Regions from separate parts of the Drosophila melanogaster genome. Here region 1 is linked to region 2. Evidence: chromatin contacts called from public Hi-C data. All regions are on one chromosome and are shown on one strand. The core of a region is the stretch at or near the end of the contact, and the rest is flanking DNA. Distances in the headings are between cores, read along the strand shown. Region 1 holds the start of Ube4B (Ubiquitination factor E4B). Region 2 holds the start of CG34043.

What was found. A called contact is a pair of places that touch in the nucleus more often than the background predicts.
Region 1: a Hi-C map of the Kc167 cell line shows a contact between it and region 2, with 3 times the contacts expected there. The contact joins the promoter of Ube4B here to the promoter of CG34043 in region 2. A contact is called at or near these places in 15 of 107 Hi-C or Micro-C datasets (the Kc167 cell line, the S2 cell line, cellular blastoderm embryo and 7 more).

Annotation. Positions count from the first base shown.
Region 1 is chr2L:13,016,883-13,021,970 of dm6, forward strand. Ube4B (Ubiquitination factor E4B) reads right to left here and starts at 2,552. Exons shown (of 9, transcript NM_135753.4): 1 at 1,908-2,552; 2 at 947-1,295; 3 at 1-779. The coding sequence starts at 1,174. It overlaps CG9933, which reads right to left and starts at 4,430. Exons shown (of 3, transcript NM_135754.4): 1 at 3,349-4,430; 2 at 2,916-3,044; 3 at 2,693-2,847. The coding sequence starts at 4,296. The coding sequence ends at 2,794. CG9932 reads right to left here. Exons shown (of 7, transcript NM_001273500.2): 7 at 4,986-5,088.
Region 2 is chr2L:10,277,530-10,282,424 of dm6, forward strand. It overlaps CG34043, which reads right to left and starts at 3,343. Exons shown (of 6, transcript NM_001038804.3): 1 at 2,852-3,343; 2 at 2,524-2,791; 3 at 2,104-2,157; 4 at 1,991-2,041; 5 at 1,831-1,884; 6 at 1,422-1,729. The coding sequence starts at 3,301. The coding sequence ends at 1,590. Ufd4 (Ubiquitin fusion-degradation 4-like) reads right to left here. Exons shown (of 8, transcript NM_135525.2): 7 at 4,816-4,895; 8 at 4,414-4,750. The coding sequence ends at 4,468. Utx (Utx histone demethylase) reads right to left here and starts at 1,282. Exons shown (of 15, transcript NM_135524.4): 1 at 1,120-1,282; 2 at 721-1,067; 3 at 285-396. The coding sequence starts at 1,169.

The DNA.
Region 1 (5,088 bases), core at 1,302-3,801, 2.7 Mb after region 2:
GGAGCCACGCAAGTACCAGCTGCCTCGCTACTAGTTGCTTCAATTGGTCCAGATGCGCCAGCAGCCGCAGCCGCAGTTTCTCCGCTGGCAGTTGCTCCACCGGTGGCTACTGCGTTGGCAAGGATTTCCTGTACTTCCGTATCATCTGATTTAATTTTCTTGGCAGAGGAGAACTCTTTATCGTCCGCTTTAACAGAAACGCCATCTCCTTCGATCAGCTCACCGTTGTAGATCTTCAAAACAGCCTCCATGAGCACATTGGCCACAATGCACTCGAAGTCGAATCTGCGGTGTGGCTGCTGCTCCAGGAAGCTGGCACTCTGGGCACAAATGATGGACCCGCTACCGTACTCATTCCACGTGGCATTCAGTAGGCGGGAGAGCAATTGTTCGTTTTGCTCATCCGCACTTTTTTTTGGACCGACTACAGTTTCAATGGACAACTCGGCATTTCCAGCGGATATCTTGCAACTCTGCAACACACTCCTTTTGGTGGCCTCGGCTGTTGGCAGGCTGAGCGCTGTCGTCATATCCACATCTTGCATTGGTGTCGAGACCACCGACTTCATCTCCACATCCATGTCCGGTTTTCCGCTCAGTTCCCTCCAAGCGGGCGCCGAAGTGGGCAGCGATACCTCCTTTTCGCCGGGCGTGGCCTCACGTACCAGTCGAGACTCGCCAGAGACGTTGGTCGGCTTCCGTGGCGTAGTAGTCAGGGGCGCCAGGGCACACTGGATGCCACTTCGGGCAGCCAAAGTCCGAAGACGACGGGCGCGCATCTGAAAGAATTAAAGAGGTTAGTTCACCAATTTAGCTGTTACCAATTAAAGTATATCATAGTTTAAAGTTCGTTTTCCTTTTACAAAATAGTTTACTTGTATTATTGATTTAGATAACTTTAAATATGATATTTTGTTGCTTCATTAAGTTTGCGAAAACGATATACCTCTTCTGCGGATAATTCGGTGACCACCACAGACTCGGCCGGCTGTTGCGGCTGCACATCGGGGTTGGGTTGCTCAGGCAGTTGCTGACCGGGTATCTCGCCCTGCGCTAACTGGGGCTGCTGATCCTGTTCGTGCTGATCCTGTTCGTGGTCCTGATCCTGATCCTGCTCCTGATCATCATCCTCCTCCTCCTCCATGGGCTTTTGTGGCGGCTCTTCTTCCGGCATTTCTCGGATCCGCTGGTACTCTGGGAAACAATGCGCAGTTGTGCTACCAAATCTGTTTTCGCCTCTCTCACTGTTTTTGTTTGTTTGTGGCGTAGTTTTTCCGCCGCTTCTTCTGATGCTGCTGCAAAATAAGAGGCGATGATGTGGGTTAATGAACCAAACAAAAGCACGCGCACTCGACAAATAAATAAAATAACAAATAAAGAGAAAATTAAAACAAAGTCCAGCGGTCAACGTCAAGTTCACGCGAAGACAATGCCGCCATCGCCAAAACCAGATGGATTGGCCGTTTCTCTTTGTGCTACGCAACTACGCACTAGATGGATGATGTGCAGCATAGCTGGGAGCATACCAGGACAACTGACCTGCCGCACACAGTCAGTGTGCGAATCAAAAGCGGACGCAGATCGGCCGAGGTTGACAAAAAGTGCACGGCTGCAACTATTTTTAGAAGAGGATTTCTCGAGCACTGGCGCTGCACTGCACCCAAAACAAGTGCAGTAAACAATATCATAACATATGCGGAATCGGATGGCGAAACCTTATATAATGTTTAGGGATAGCCGATCGAATAGGATCGGATCGGCACGGGATATCACCAGCTCATTTGCGCATTTGAGACGGCGGATAAAGTACACAAAATCGTGGGATATATAATCGGACATAGGTTCGATGTGAGGGTGTGTGAAATACGGAAAATCGAGGATTGCGCCGCACATATATTCGCACTTACCTGACTCTACGGACCGACTTTCACCTGCTGCAAAACGTATTGGTTGTGCTACGGCCCGTAACTATTGCATTTTACGGAACTCTATATGGTTTCGACAATTCACCCGAACAATTCCACGTCTGGTGGTGACCACGCAAAAAATTTCTCTTTTGTTCTGCGAGCTTCGTGGGGATTGGTTATCGGCCCTCGGCTGGCTATATCTATGTGGGGATCGCCCGAATGCGATCCGTATATCGACACAAATGCTTCACTGGCCAGGCGATGGGCTCAAGAAATACAGACCTCCGAACTTTCCTCCAATTGAATTACTTATAATTTTTGGGTTTCGCGTCAGTCGACGAACAGTGTTTCAGTTTGGTCTGGTGGCCGACAGTCACACTGGCCGCGGCGTGGTCACACTTAAAGATGGAATGTTCGCCGATAGTTGCTTTAACCCTTGCAGGGCCCTCATATTTTTATGATTTCATTATCGAATTTAAAATTTCGTTAAACATCCGAAAAGTTGTGAATCATTTGAATACTATTTGTAATTTTAAATTTGCACTTTTGTTTTTGCCTTTAATTGCAATAATGTTCTCTAAGCATCTATACCCAATTTATATATCCTTTTTGCTCTAAGAGAACTAGTTTGAAAATATCTGAAACTATTGTTTGTTTGTCGTTTGAAAATATTTAAATATCGCTGAATTACTAGGTGCGAACTGATTAACGATGGGAAATCAAAAATTAGGCCTACCAAAATGGTTATATTCCTCATGACACATAATGAAAAGCAAGTGTTGTTTAGTTATTTTTGTTCAACAAAAGAAAATCATTTACTTCATTTTACAAAAATGTTACAATTATGTGGAACCTAATTATGAACCTAATACCTAAGTAACCGCTACTAGAAATCCGTGTATCGCTGTCGCAGACTCTGCCTTTTGGCAACGTGATGCATCTGCAAAACACAAGCATTTGAATTACAAACTGGCATTATATGTGGTTTTAATTAGGATAAGGACTAACCAAGCGCTGCTGACGTCGTTCTCGATTCATTTCGTAGGCCTTGAGCAGCGAGGGGCACGTGCGCTTGATGAACTCCTCCGATTGCCAGAAGAGTCCGCCTTGGTTCTCGTAGCGCAGAAGGAATTCAACCTGCAAGGATATTAAGGTTATTAAATGATACCTACAATTGGGATAGAGGGCAAACTACATAAGATTCAGACTGTTTAAAAGTTTTCCTTCGCTTTACAAAGTAAAGAAAGCTGATCTTTGGCTTATTTATTTTGTAAAAGCAAAAGTCATATAGCAAACCTTTTCCAGCTTAGAATTTTTGTTTACTAAATATGATATGAATAAACCAACAATGTGTTGTAAATGAAACTGTAATCGAATTCATAGAAAATTTGTGAACCCTAAACCGTACTGATAGTTTATTGCTTTCGTATTGCAAACGTACCTTTCCCGCCTTGGTCTCCTTGCCCAGAATGCGTTCAATGCCATTCTCGGGCTTGATGCGTCTGAAGAAGTCCTCGTCGTTGTACTCGGTGACCACCTCCTCGCCGACTTCGTTTAGCATATCCTCGATGCTGAGCAGTCCATCCTGCAGCCGCTCGCCGTTCTGTTCGACGCGCTGCACGTATGTCAACGGGTGCTGCTTGAGGTAATCCTCCGCCTCGGCGATTGTCTTGGCCAGATCGAACTCCTCCTCCGCCTCCTCCTGCTCATCGTCATCGTTGTCCTCGTACTCACCGTCCAGCTCCATGCCATCACAGTTAGCGCCGCTGGGCGAGGAGGTTCGTTTGGTATGCATGGAGCGTCGCTTTCTTTTCATCCAGTTCCCGCCGTCGTTTTCCTTGACGTCCGGATGGAAGCGTACCTTCTTCACGCGCACGGACGACGAGGCGGAATCTGTTGTTTCGGGGGTGGACTGGCTGGGTGTCTGCTGCGACTCCAGCATGCTGCCGCTGATGCTACTAGAGGCGGACGTGGGTGTTGATGTGGATGTGGATGCTGATACGGAGGCGCCGGTGCTCTCCGCCAGCGTGGTTTCCTTGAGGTTCTGTGATATAAGCTTGACTTTCGTCTCGAAGGCAGTGCATGGAGATGTGGGCGATTTGCTGGCCGGATGTTCTGGTGGGGATTGACTGCTCTGCGGACTGTCGCCCTCGCCGCACGACCCCGCCGCAGCTTCAGTCTTGTGATCCGTCTGCTTGCCGGCTCCCTCCATCGAACCGGATTCCTTGTTAATCGATTCCGCAGCGGAATCCCTGCTGCAGTTGTCCAGATCTCCGACTGTGGAGTCTCCGTCGCCCGTCGTCGTTGTCTCCACCATCACACACTTGATTTGCATAGATTTGTCCAGCGAGTCACTGCCAGCCGAGTCATCATTGGACTTGGTATCCATGTGTTTGGGTGGCTCCGTGTTCTCTGCGTTGGCTCTCTATCGTTTTGCGGCTCTGCTAAAGTTCAATTTTAGCTAAATGCATCGCAATTCATTTGTAATCTTTCAACAAAACGGCTTTCTCAGTGTTACCGTACCGACAACTATGAAATATACCCTCAAATTTGCGTAGCTGACTTGGCAGCGATTGTGAAACGATTGGAATTGCAACAGGGAGCTAAATAGTATATATGATTTTATATTTTCTTTGGCTCTTTTGATTATTTGGAGAGTTATTATTTAAGTATCTCAGTAAGAGTAATCTGGAATAGCATTGCATATCCCTTTTTGATTATTATTATTTTTTCTTTAATTAAAAGAAAAAGAGTAAAATAATCTTTTGTTCCACATTCAATCGTTTCACAGAGTTGCCGTATCTTGAAAGTCACTTTTAAATTGATATACCGCTATACCGTTACGCAGGCTACCTTTCAAATTAAAATTCCGTTAAAAAAGAATGCTTGATTTTGATGTTTGATTTCAGTAAAGAAAAAAGAAAAATGTTGAAGTGCTTTCAATTTAATAGAAGTCAATGAACTATTTTGCATTATGATTTGAATTTTTAGAAACTACTTTTGGCGTTTAGATCTGAACCCAATTATTCGATTTCTTTTTTAAATAGAAGTACCAAACATACAGATAATCGGTCAATTGTAAATGCAACTTGTGTTGTTTTTATTTGATTTCTTTATTAACAATTGTTTTTGTACATTTTCTCTTTTGTAATTCAATGCCGTAAATCTTATTGTGTGTTTG
Region 2 (4,895 bases), core at 2,093-4,592:
ATCAATACAATAGGGATGTGACAGGCGCGATATCGTGATTAAATGGGAACGATATGAAAGCGAAACGTATACATCGATAAGAGCCATCGATGATTACAATTGATAAATAAATGTGCTTCCACTGCACATGCATCTACGTTTAAACGATTCATATCAAAATCGCATGTAATGGGTTTTAATTATTAAATATAACTTAATTGTTTTTGAACGTAGCATAAAGATATTTCTTAAATACAACAAATATATTTAAGCAGTTAAAATATTAAAAAGATAAGTAAACTTACCATTTAAAGCACCGAAGTTTAAAATAAGCAACGCCTATTCCATAGATAAATGCATGATTTGTCCAGTAATTGTTTTCTCGGAATCTTAAATACTTTTGGTACGCTGATAAAGCTACAAAAAGAATAAGATATTAAAAAACAACTCAATTCTTTCAGGATCTCTCGTGATGGATTGAAGTGTTATGTTATTTATGCGTCGTACTCTGCAGTTTAGCAGTATTTAATGTTAAAGTGTGTCATTAATGCGGCATTCTACAACTATGTTCCCGAGTTTGGAAACAATTGTTCCACCTGACACATTATGTAAGGTAAAAGAACCAGATATTCACAATATATGAATTTGTGAGGACTACAAGCATCCTATATATCCTATAGATGTCATTTGCAGAGTGCACTGATTGTATCTGGACATGTGCATCTGGATTTATGTATTTACCTTCGGAGTATTCGCCAAGAAGAAGATGCAGGTGGCCAAGTTTGCAAAGAGCGTTAACGTAGTGTTCATCCTGGTGTTTTTCTTCAATGATGGACACCTTTTCCTTGGCATCTTGCTCGAAAGGTTTGGTGTCGTCATTGTTTCGGGAAGATGTGTTTTCCATATGTTCACCTGCTTGAGTTGATGGCTCAAACTTTTGTATAGCATTTTTATTATCACTGCTGTTCTTTGATTCGTGAACCTGACCATTTGCAATGTAGTTTTGTAAGTTTGTGATGGTCTGCTGAACGAGATTCCTTAATTCCGCATTTTTCGAATTGGACAAATCCAAAAAGCCGTAGTATCGACTGAAACGTAAATATTATTAAACAAGATTCGAGCGGGTGGCATTAATCGTACCTATCCAGTTCGCGGATCAGGCAATCATCTTCGAAAGTTAGTTGCCCCATTTTTAAACCAACTGTTAAATCTACTGGGTTTTAGAAGCGTGGGCAAAATACAGCGTAGTTTTTAAAATATTTTTTTATTTATATTTTTAGTTTAGAGATGACACTAAAATATTCTTAGAGATGATACATTTTTCTATCGTCGACGTGTCACGCCTTTTTTGAAGTTAGTTTCTCACTGCGCAATCGATAACGGAACTGGAACGATTGGAAAATTGTGGGAAACTGTGACCAAATAATTTTTATTTTCGCGTTAGCTGATAACAATTTATTATACACCAAATCAATACAGATGCTGTTTACAATTTATGTTTTAAAAATTTGAATCTTAATGCAGTTCTTTTGATACTTTTCAGATAAAATATACATTTAAGTTATGGAAACTGATCTTATTGAAGATCAAAAAATAAATTGAAAATTTAGTTAAAAAAAATGGAAATTTATTGTGCGAGTTATCGCTAGAAGAAAATTAAATGTGAATATCCATGCACAAACTCCTTTGGCCTTAGATGTGTTTGCTCGGTTTTTTAGGAATTCCTTCTCACTTTCAATGTTTTCATTAACTGAAAGATAAACAAAATTTTAGGTAGTTTTTAATTAAAACTATATTATTCAAACAATCAATGTAATATTTAAATATCAATAGAACAATGAATTAACTTACAAGGGTCCTCCGTGTTTAAAAAATCTTCTGAGACGCTTTCCACGTTTACAGCATCTAAAAACAATTACTCGGTAAATAAGTATAGCAAAGGAAAAACAAAAAAATTTAAAAATTTTGTAAAAGTAATTACGAAGTAGAACAGCCGTATTCATTTTCTTACCAGTTTCTGAGTCCGTCAAATCTTCTACCTCAGTTTCAATCTCATCTTTAACTGAAATTAAATATTCAAATTAAAGTTATTTTAGAAAATAAAACTGAATAAATTAGACTTACTGGGGTTTGCTGGGTCTGGAAAATACACCGCATCAGGCTCAACGAATTCCTCCACTGAAAAATATTTAAAAATGTACTAATTAATTATATGTAATTAGATAACAATGAAAAATAAAATTCCTGATGGATTTATAAAAATTTTAGTAAAGTACCTTTGATATTTATTTGATTTTTGATAAATGTGTTAAGATAACCCTTCTTCCCAAAAGAAAAGCGTTATAAATTTTAGACCTTAAAATTCCGGCTAAAAGTGGATCTTTTTAGTTTTATCATAGAAATATTCTTATCAAAATGCAGTTAATCTTTCTCGGGAAAGCAGAGGAAAGTTTCTACGAAACTATTTGTTTCTCTTAATCCGCAAACGATAAACTACTTTTGACAACAAAATAAATATAGCAAATAACTTTCGGTTTACATTACCTATTTCTGCGATTTTTCTTTGACGATAAGGTAGAGATACACTGTAGTTGTTATTTTGAATGTCCGCAATCTCTGTATTCTGTATTATTGTATATATCCAACTTAAATATGGATTTAATTGCGTAAACCTATTTGGGCGCCGAACTTCAAGATTAGATTCCCGTTTATTTTTCAATGGCAAGCCATAGGAAATGATTCCAACTAAATTACTTTCATGAATAACACCATAACCGGGATATATGTTTTCTCCATCCGCATTTTTCCAAACCTGTGGTAGTAATTTTAATATTAATAAAATCGTTTTTCACATAAAAGGATATGTTTTTACGTAAGATTCCACACCCTCCTCCAATGGAAAATCGGTAATATCATAGTCAGCGACTAAAACCCATTCAATATCGTTTCGCTCGGAAAGCGGAAGTTGCGTACTGAGACTTAGGATCGCTATATCATTGTCCAACGATGAGAAATTGAACTGCGGATATACGTCTATGCCACCAACGAGGTATATCAACTCGTTCAAATCTTCGCCTTTGAATGATACCGCCAACTCATCAGCATTTAACAATTCCCTACCATTTACGAAATCGTTATCACTCAATAAACACGATGCTGATGTTAAAACCAAGCGACTCTGAATGATATTGCCATAGCAATGGCCGTCGATCAAATCTCCTTGAGTATTCCTTTTGCGCACAAGGACTTGGTACGAAGGACGAAAGTACTCATTTTGCACGAACGGAAAAAAGCACAAGATAATCAGAGCTACCGAAATCATAGTATCTTTGGCTACGCAGGCGGGAGAATCTTGACTGTCTTCACGGTTTCCTTACACGTTTAAGATAGTAAGCAACCTCAGATGCACAGATGCCGAGAGATATAGCTTATCTTTTTATATAATTTGCTTAAGTACAGCGGAACCCGCATTCTTGGGTCTTAATTCAGTTGCGATAATTGAGCATAAACAGGTGTGCGAAATAACACTTTTTTTTATATATGAAGATATGAAGTGTAACTGAGGAAGTAGTCTGAACATTACGCTCATTATGTGATAACAATTAGTACAAAGATTCCCAAATTTTTGGTATCTTATATCGCATGTTTTTACTGTTTCACTGTTGTTTGTCTGGCTTCATAAAATGAATGAAAAATTTAAGAGGGCAGCTCACTAAGCACGGAAAATCGTTAAAAGGGTGAACCAATTTGTTAGCAAAAAATTTAAAATAACTGAAAAAAAGGTAATAATAAATATTTTATGTGTCTTGGCAACGATTTAAAAAGATTTAAAATGAACTCATTTACTTAGCTTTAGATTCTTTTTGTTATTTGTTTTAATGGAAGATATAAGAACAATTAATATAAGCAGTAATATTTATTTTCTTGTTTACGCAAGCTTAGACTGCAATTTGTTTACAGGCAAACGCAGTCGACAGAGCAGAAAGCACATTATTTATGTTTTCAAATGAACTGCCACAGAAATGTATAAATAAGTAGCACATTTTTTGATAACAAATTAGTAAAAGGAGCTGTCTGTTCCGACTGGGATCTACCCAGTGATTCCAGAGTTCAAGGTAGTTCTTGATCAGCTCAGTCAATGTGGCTAATTTTTATTATGAAACAGCATCAGCAAGAATTGAAGTAACCTGGTTTTTTAAAAAACGTTTTTCTCCTTCGATATTACAATACCTCAACAATAGAATTAAATAAAAAGTAGTTCAGTGTCGCACTTAATTATTATAAATCTTCAAGCTTAGATTTTGCAATATTTTAAGACACTTGTATATAAAAGACTCATTTGATCCTCAAATTACAACTGTGGCGACATTTCTCATTAACAGGGGAATAGAATATTTACACGATCCCTTCTATTTGTTTGCAACAGTGCTGTTTAAATAACAAAAGGTTCAAATTTTATTAACTTGAATATCGAGTACAATAAATCGTTTAATTTAAATGAAACCCCTTTTCCTTGGTTGCTGTTAACAAGCGCTCCTTCATGATCTCTTCGGTTGGGTAGTCGGGAAGCTTTAAGTAGTGAACGCACGTGTTCACGGATGGATAGCTTCCAACGCCAGCATCTACCTTTCGGACAACTGTCAGTCGGGGATGAAGGTTGGCCAGTCCGCCTGGCGGCAGGCTGCTGCAACCGGTTGTGAATTGGAGGAACGCCTTCCTCTCGTCACCCGACATGCTCAACAAAACGTTAACAAAGCGTTGGAATCCGGGACTGAAATTAAAATAAATGTATTAGTTGTAATAATTCGAAAAACATCTATCTTATTGCAAGCTTACCTGTCTTTGTTGTAACCAAGTTTTGGTTCAGTGTATGAAATAATGTCTTCTCGACTCCAATGGGGGAACTGCTCGCCACA